2 separate regions of the Zea mays genome follow, and region 2 is linked to region 1. The links are chromatin contacts, called in public Hi-C maps. All regions are on one chromosome and are shown on one strand. Each heading gives the region's core, a stretch centred on a gene start, on an enhancer-like site or on the middle of the called end of the contact. The rest is flanking DNA. Distances are from core to core; before and after follow the strand shown. Region 1 holds the start of LOC103647611 (cytochrome P450 71A1). Region 2 holds the start of LOC103647612.

The links. A called contact is a pair of places that touch in the nucleus more often than the background predicts.
Region 2: a Hi-C map of ear shows a contact between it and region 1, with 3 times the contacts expected there. The contact joins the promoter of LOC103647612 here to the promoter of LOC103647611 in region 1. A contact is called at or near these places in 6 of 25 Hi-C or Micro-C datasets (bundle sheath, ear, leaf and 2 more).

The regions. Positions count from the first base shown.
Region 1 is chr2:201,683,158-201,687,253 of Zm-B73-REFERENCE-NAM-5.0, reverse strand. It overlaps LOC103647611 (cytochrome P450 71A1), which reads right to left and starts at 2,339. Exons shown (of 2, transcript XM_008672117.3): 1 at 1,093-2,339; 2 at 209-988. The coding sequence starts at 1,974. The coding sequence ends at 350.
Region 2 is chr2:201,943,475-201,947,570 of Zm-B73-REFERENCE-NAM-5.0, reverse strand. It overlaps LOC103647612, which reads right to left and starts at 1,683. Exons shown (of 6, transcript XM_008672121.2): 1 at 1,401-1,683; 2 at 1,044-1,210. The coding sequence starts at 1,572.

The DNA of each region.
Region 1 (4,096 bases), core at 1,090-3,589:
TATCAGTCGTGCTCACGGTTATGAGCAGTCTTGGGAGCTCCTTTGATTAGAGATACTATGATCACAGATGATAATGAGGATAATAATGGTTTTAATGGTGATGATTATGATAATGGATTTCAGTGTTCTTTCTGTTTGGAATTAGTGCCTTTGGGTTAATAACTTGGGTTAAATGCTAAAACTTGGCTCTCTAGTGAACTTATACACATACAACAAGTAGTAAAATATAGTTAAACACAGGTAAAAATTAGACAAAGCTACATATTTACAGTATAAGTATTATTTTTTACCCAAGCTCTTAAATATTTCTGGTTCCGCCACTGCATGGAGACACATGAAATTCCTCGCGCTACTGCAGCGCTGGCTGAACGAGCGTCCTGCACTTGGGGACAAGGACGAGCGGAATCCGCCGCGGCGTCGTCATCCCCGGCGCCTCGCCCACGTCGAGGTCCGCTTTTCCCACGCCGGCGGGGAGCTCCCATTCGAAGTGGTGCAGAAGGCTGACAAGCGCGAGCTCCAAGACCGGCAGCGCGAAGTTGATGCCGGGGCAGATCCTCCGGCCGGCGCCGAACGGGATGAGCTGGTAGTCGGTACCTCTGAAGTCCACCGAGGGACTGCCGCCCACGAACCGCTCTGGGCGGAACTCGTCCGGTGCGTCCCACACAGCAGGGTCCCGCCCGATGGCCCACACGTTGACGAAGAGAGCCGTCTTGGCCGGGATCTCGTAGCCCTGCACAACCGCGGGCGTTGTTGATTCGTGCGGGACGAGGAGCGGCGCTGGTGGGTGGAGCCGAAGCACCTCTTTGAACACTGCCCTCAGGTACTCCATTTTGTTCAGGTCCGGTTCAGCGATGGTCGTCTGATCGGCGCTGACGACTCGCGCTATCTCGCCTTGGAGCTTGCTCATCACCCGCGGGTTGGCAATGAGTTCGGCCATGGTCCATTCCAGCGTTTGGGACGATGTTTCAGTTGCAGCCGCTATCATGTCCTGCAGACTCAAGAATCGAGTACGGATGAGAGGAACAATATTGGATTATTGGTACTAAACATTTTTTTGATGAGATACTAGAAGAGCGTTTCCGCGAAGATAACCTTGACGGTAGCTTTGATGCGATCGTCTGTGAGCTCGAGCCCATCTGCGCCTTCTTCCCGCAGCCGAAGCAAGACATCCAAGAAGTCCTCATCCTCCTCTGCGTCGCCACCCCCCTTCTCCTTGTGTGCGGCCACTATATCGGACAGGAACTTGTCCCACGACTCCACCAAGTCTTCGAGCTTCTTATTGAGGCCCGTCACCCATCTCACGAACCTCGCCGGTGCGTCCGGCAGCACGTCTTCGGGTTGGAAGCCCGCCATCAGCGCCTCGGGCTCGGAGTTCCCCATCAGCTCTTTCAGCTTCTCTGCTGTCGCCCCAGCGGCACCGGTGGCCGCGCGGGTGGCCACCGCGTTGGCGTAGCCGTTCAGGAGCTCCCTCAACTCCACGGCCTCCCCAGCCTCCGCGGTGCGGCGTGTCCGTGCGACGAGCGCGGCTACCTCGGCGGCCCTTACGGGCGCGAACGATTCCACGCGCCGTGGAGAGAGGAGGTGGACCACAGCGATCTTCTTGCCCCGGCGCCAGTTCTCGCCGTAAGGCGCGAACGACACGTTGCTGCACTCATACATCAGCTTATCCCCTCCCACGCTGCGTGGGCGGGAGGCGAAAGCGAGGTCGTGGTTCTTGAACAGATCCGCGGCCGCGGCCGCAGTGGACACGACCAAGGTCGGTCTGCGCCCGAGTTGCAGGAAGAGGAGACCGCCGCCGCCGCCATAGCGAACCTGCAGCTCTAGCAAGGATCGGTGCGCGACGCGGCCGATGAGGTGAAGGTGGCCGATCAGCGGTAGCGACGGCGGGGATGGCGGGAGCTTTCTGCTCCTGCGGTTCTTGATGATGTACAGGAAGACGATAAGCGCGCCGGCAGCGAGCAGGTAAGGAGGCATTGTTTGTTTTCTGCTCTCGTGAGTGGTGACCAGTCTATTGCTGCGGAGAAAGGAAGTGACTTTGTTCGGCTTTTATGCTATTTTCAACCATGCGCCACTATCCACTGTTGACCCTGTTTGACACAGCTGCTGTTTGTTAAAAAAACAGCTTATCTGAGAAGCTGATGAAAGACAGCTTCTGCTTGTTGGCTGTTTTTAGTGTATTCTGAGAAGCAGCTGAACTAATAAGCTGCTGTAGAAGCTGACTGTTTGGCAGGACTTCTGCTTAAATTTGTGAAGAAGCTGAAAATAAGCTGTCGATCTTCGTCGGCAGTTATCTATCACTAATATATCTTACGTGCTAACATTACGATCTCGAAATAATCGATAACAAAAGTGGCACAAGTAAGAGGAGGTAGACAGCGGCGAAGGGTGAGGCTAGGGCGCACATGCGAAGCAATTATTTAAGGGCACGTTTGGTTGGGGAGCATGGAGCGGCTTCATTTCAATTTCTAAAAATTAAATCATTTCATTCTGTGTTTAACAAGCAGAACAGAACCACTCCATTTTTTGTTTGGTTGAAGAGTAGAATAGAACGGAGCTGCTCCGTTTATTGTTTGGTTGGAGAGCCATATGACTGTTGAGTTGAGGAGATGGATGAGAGCGCTCGTGTCCGCGAGAGCGCTCGTGTCCGGTCGTTTTGGTGAAGCCAGAGCATCCCAAATATTTGCTATTTATAGACTCCAGGAGCCGCTCCGCTCTCCTCCATGGTAACCAAATATAAAAAAATAAGAATGGAGCCGTTCTATTCCCCTCCGCTACTCAACCAAACACACCCTAAGATTGAGAGGGACAAATCAGATTGTGAGAGTTGTTAAGAGATATTTTATATTATTTATATGGTGATTAGATAAGAAAATCAGTACCTCCTAAGAAGTTTGAGGATTGGGGGACATTGTCCCTCTGCCTCCCCTAGAATTGCCCCTAATAGGGTGGCGAGGACGAGAGAGAGGTAAGAGAAATTATCTAAATAATATTATTCAATTAGTTTGAGTAAGGGGAGAGGGTTTAACCTGTTCGCTGCAGCTGGATTAAAGTTGTTCGGACTGCTGTAGCTACAATCCATAAAGACAAAATACTGTAGAAAAAGCAGAAGCCATTGGATTAAAGCCGCAGCGAACATGCTTAAGTCTAGGGTCTATTTGGCACAGTTTATTTTCAGCTTCTTCACAAATTTAAGCAGAAGTTCTGCCAAACAGACAGCTTCTGCAGCAACTTATCAGTTCAGCAGATTTTTAAAATGAACTAAAAGCAGCTAACAAGCAGAAGCTGCTTTTTACCAGCTTATCAAATAAGCTGCTTTTTCAACAAGCAGCAGCTGTGCCAAACAGGGCCTAAGTGTAATTTGTTTAGTGGATTAGTGGATGTTATGGGTGTGGAGGAAATTTGGTTGAATGAGCTTTGCAAAGTTTAAAGTAACATATTATATATAGTGGTATAGATACGTCCATACATCATCACTTATCTGTATATTGCTATGATTACTATATATATGAATATATCATATAGATATACGTTGATTAAATGGGATATTTATCTAAAGATGATTATGTATTTTTATTTTTAAATTATTAGTATATATATTTACAACATCTCTTTCTTATATAATATAAACATGAGTTGCAGAGGTAGAAGCCAAACACTTATACCAAGTGAGTCGTCATTTTTTACATATTTTAAATTAAAATAAAGCATGTCATTTAATTAAAATAAACATATATTTAAACACATTATTGAGCAAATAAAATTACATAATTTATTAAAAAATATATAAGTTAAACATACAAATAAAAATTACTCTGTCTAATATAATTCTTTCTAGCTTTTTTTCCACATACAAACTACATTCATAAGTTAAATAATGAATATATATTTAGTCTAAAACGAATTACTTTTTTGGATGGAGGGGTACATGTTGGGGGTCTGCTTCGTCGCCGAAGGTCCCATAAGAAGAAACACCTTCGGAAGATTGATGCAAAGCCGAAGCTATCAATTAGAAGGCTTCGGAGTATATTCCCAAAGGCACCGACTTAAAGACGAAATGACCAATCGGCCCACGATAATTTATATTATGATTGTAGAA
Region 2 (4,096 bases), core at 434-2,933, 260 kb before region 1:
TTCATTCATTGCATTCAAAGAGCACAGCATTCTCAAGAACAGAATCTGACAACAAAGCATATGTACCCCCTCAGTTCTTTTTTATCTGTCGCAATTTAGTTTAAAAATGAACTAGCGGGCGACAAATATTCGACACCGGAGGTAGTAGTTTTTTTTTGTTACCATTCATTCATATTCAGTGGGATTGAACCAAAGGATTCACATAAGTCATATCTGCTGATGAATCTTTTCAGGGTGATTAGGAATCAAAGCAGTGATTCTTTGTAGTGCACGAGGCAGTCAAAAGGTGAAACCAAATTACAGGGTTAGATCAGAACTGTTTTTTTTTTCATATGGTGATGATGGTGCTGGTGGTAAGAAGGAAACACTCAAAAGAAGGTCAAGATTCAACAAAAAGGTGTGGTAAGAAAAAAGAAACTTTCAAAGCAATAGCAAACATAAGGGCAACAGTAATGGAACACCTCTCCTGCTAGGAGGGTAACAAAATTTGTCTACCCTTGTAGTTGTAGGGTTGTATATGCACTAGCATTATCACGCATCTGTGTAGTTAATCACGGAATTACTGTTCATAAACCTTTATAAGCTATAAATCCTGTTCTTACATGAGTTATATGGCCTGCTGATTTGTCAGAATGTTGGCAAAACCTTGCATGAAGGGAAGGATGCAAGATACTCACTGGTCATGATTTTGGTATACTACAACAAAATCTGAGGAAATTCGTGACCCTGTACTATGTTCTAATCACACACTACATATACTGTGCTATGTTTCCTAGATATGAGAAACAAATGAGAAATTCTGGTATACTACAACAAAATCTGAAGAAATTCCTGGCCTGTACTATGTTCCAATCACTCACTAGTCACCACATATGGCCATATGCTGTGCTATCTTTCCTAGATATGAAATTTAACAGAAACAAATGAGATACACCGACACACGTGCTGGCAGCAGCATTGGGCCCTTGGCCAAAAAAGAAAAAGAAAAGGAAAATATGCTAAGTTCAGAGATTCTCAGATTGTGAAAGGAGAGGAAAACCAACCTCGAGGCCCCTGCAATACGGCAACAACGTCTTGCCCTCGCCCTCACCACCTTGGCCGTCCCTGTTCACGAATATGGAGTAACCCGCGCACCCGTACCTGAACCGCCTGAGATCATGCCCCTGCGCTGTCGCGTCCTCCTTAGGCTCATCCACCACGTAGTTAGGAACTAACACACCAAATCATCAATAGCCTCATGAGATCTTCGGGTCAGGCGTAACTCAAGTCAGACTTCTTTTTTTCTTTCAACTTTCAAAGAAATAAATTCGCATACAAAAGCAAACAACTTTGTGGATTCGGCTGCAAATATCAATCAAACAGACTGCAGAGCTCCGGCGTATCGGGTTAGGGTTTGTGACCTTGGGGGATGGAACGGGGGATCCCAACGCAGATTGGGTTGTAGCCGCGGGACTTGAGCACTGACGAGTAGTAAAGGCAGCCCTTGCACGACTTCCCCTTCCGCGGCGGAGCCGTACCAGAGGTACCTCCGGAAGCCGCGGCGCCGGACACCGATGATGCCCCCACTACCATCCCACTTTCCCCCTCGCTCCTGTACCTCCGTGTCTGTCCGGCGGGTGACGGCGAAATTAGCTATCGAAGCGAGAGAGAGAAACTGTCCAGGCATACACCAGCAAACGGAATATTTAGGGTCTATTTGGTTGGGTTGTGGCCGTGAAAAAAGTTGCTGTAGGCTGTGAGCTGTGGAAAAAGCTGCTGTAGGCTGTAAGCTGTTAAAAAGCTAAAAATCGTTTGGTGGAAAATACTAAAAGTCGTTAAAAATTCTTCGATATATGTTTTTATAGTTTCATCCGAAAAGCCACTAAAAGCAGGTCCAGGGGTGCTTTCAGATTTGCACTATGAGAAAGTCGGCTTTTAGAAAAAACTGCTTCCTAGATCCAGCCCTTTGGTTGGCTTTTGGCTTTTAGGGGGGCAAAAGCCAAAGCCAAAAGTCAAACTAAACACACCCTTAAGTATTTAGCGTGCGTTTGTTTCCCATTACTAAATTTTAAATTTCAGTCACATCAAATATTTGATACTAATCAGAAATGTTAAATATAGTCTAATGACAAAATTAACTATATAGATGAGACTAAAGGACAAGACAAACTTATTAAACATAATTATTTTGTGATTCCTACGTGTGATGCTGCAGTAACTGTTTGATAATCATAGATTAATTAGAGTTAATAAATTTATCTCCTCATTTTCTTTATCTATGTATTTAGTTTTATAATTATATTATATTTAATAACTATAATTGTTATTCAAATATCCGATGTGCCACATACTAAATTTTAGTCAAGAAACCAAACACTCGCTTAACATGATTGACCACTCTAAAGACGACACTTTTAGAATGTTTATAACACATTTCATACTACAAAACGGAAGATGTTACACTTTTGTCATTTTGTTCTATGTGGCTTGTCGCGTTTGCACGTCACATCCTTACCATCATGGATGGCCACACCAAAAGTCTTTTTTGACCCTCGCTTGACACCACCTCCATTTGGCCTCGTTGTCTCGTCTTCTTGCAAGTGGCTCACAATCTAAGTCGTGTGGGGCCGATGTGGTGAGAAAGAACGGTGACGAGCAGAAGCCGCTCTCGAACGTGACACAACAACAAGCAAAGGTGAGGTTTCGCTCACCCAGCTCGATCTGGTCCATCCACGACAGCAGCGCCCTCCTAGACGCAGTCCTCGCACATGTCCCCGGTGTCTGCACATGTCCTCACATCTTAAGATGGTGGTGCTTGTTAATCTTGGAGGTTGCATCCTCTAGATGGAAAAGCGGCGTGTGATGCCTGATGTTAGAAGGTTGTGTGTGGCTCCAGAGAAGGCTTTGCGAGGGGTACCATGATCGCAAACAGTAACAATAGTAGAGCAGGGTATGAAGAGTGGTCAAATGATCTAACCAAATCAAAGTGCTAGAGCTCTTGTGTAAACAGTCGCTTTGGTGGAGAGAGTAAGCTCGTATGCTTACCATAAGAAAGAGGATCGACGTAAACATTGAACTTGCTTTAACGAGGATTTAGTTATTGGTAAACCACTAAACCTTAGGATAAAAATCATTGTGTCAAATTTGTCTTCATGCTCGTTTGCAATCCTATAACACAAGCTTGTTTCACTTGTTTTACTTATGTTTATGTTGTTTTTCTTGTGCTTGCTTAGCTTATGTAGCTAAGTTGTTGTAGCTCTCTAAGACAGCCTCTAGCAGTTCACTCATATGGTCACTCAAAACATTATTTTACACGGTTTTGTACTATAGACCGCACTGTTCGCATAGTAGAGTTTCAATACGTGAATGAGGATGGACAAGTTGTTGGAGATAGTCTAATTTAGCTTGTGTTCTTTGCTAGTTGAGTGGTGCTAATGTTGCTTAGACTTTGCACTTTACTTACTAGTATGTGCATGAGTTTTTAGTGTGTTTAGTTCACTAGTTGCATAGGTCTCTGTGACCTTGCTAACAAAAATTGTTTAGATGAACTTCTACTAACTCGACATCTTAGTTATTTAACTAAAATTTCTTATATAATGCTTGTATGATAGGTGAAAGGGAAATAGGGTTAACCTTTTCCTATAAATAATTTTGGTGGTTGATTGCCCAACACAAATAATTGGACTAACTAGTTTGCTCTAGATTATATGTTCTACAGGTGCATAAAGGTTCAACATAAACCAATAGAAGATAAAAGATAGGGTTCAAATTCAAAGGAGCAAGAACCTTGAGAGTGCCCTAGTTTGGCGCATTGGACTGTCCGGTGTGCCACCGGACAGTGTCCGGTGCACCAGGACCGTACAAGTCCAAACTCGCCACTCTCGGATTTTTCCAATGCCGCTCCGCTATAATTCACCGGACTGTCCGGTGTGCCACCGGACTGTCCGGTGTGACAACGGAGCAATGGCTCTTCGGCGCAACGGTCGACTGCATAGTGCCCCTGACAGCGCTACAGTTCGCGGCAGAAGTCAGAGAGAGGTCAGAGGCGCACCGGACAGTGAACAATAGCTGTCCGGTGCGGCACCGGACTGTCCGGTGCCACTAGAAGTCAGCGCTC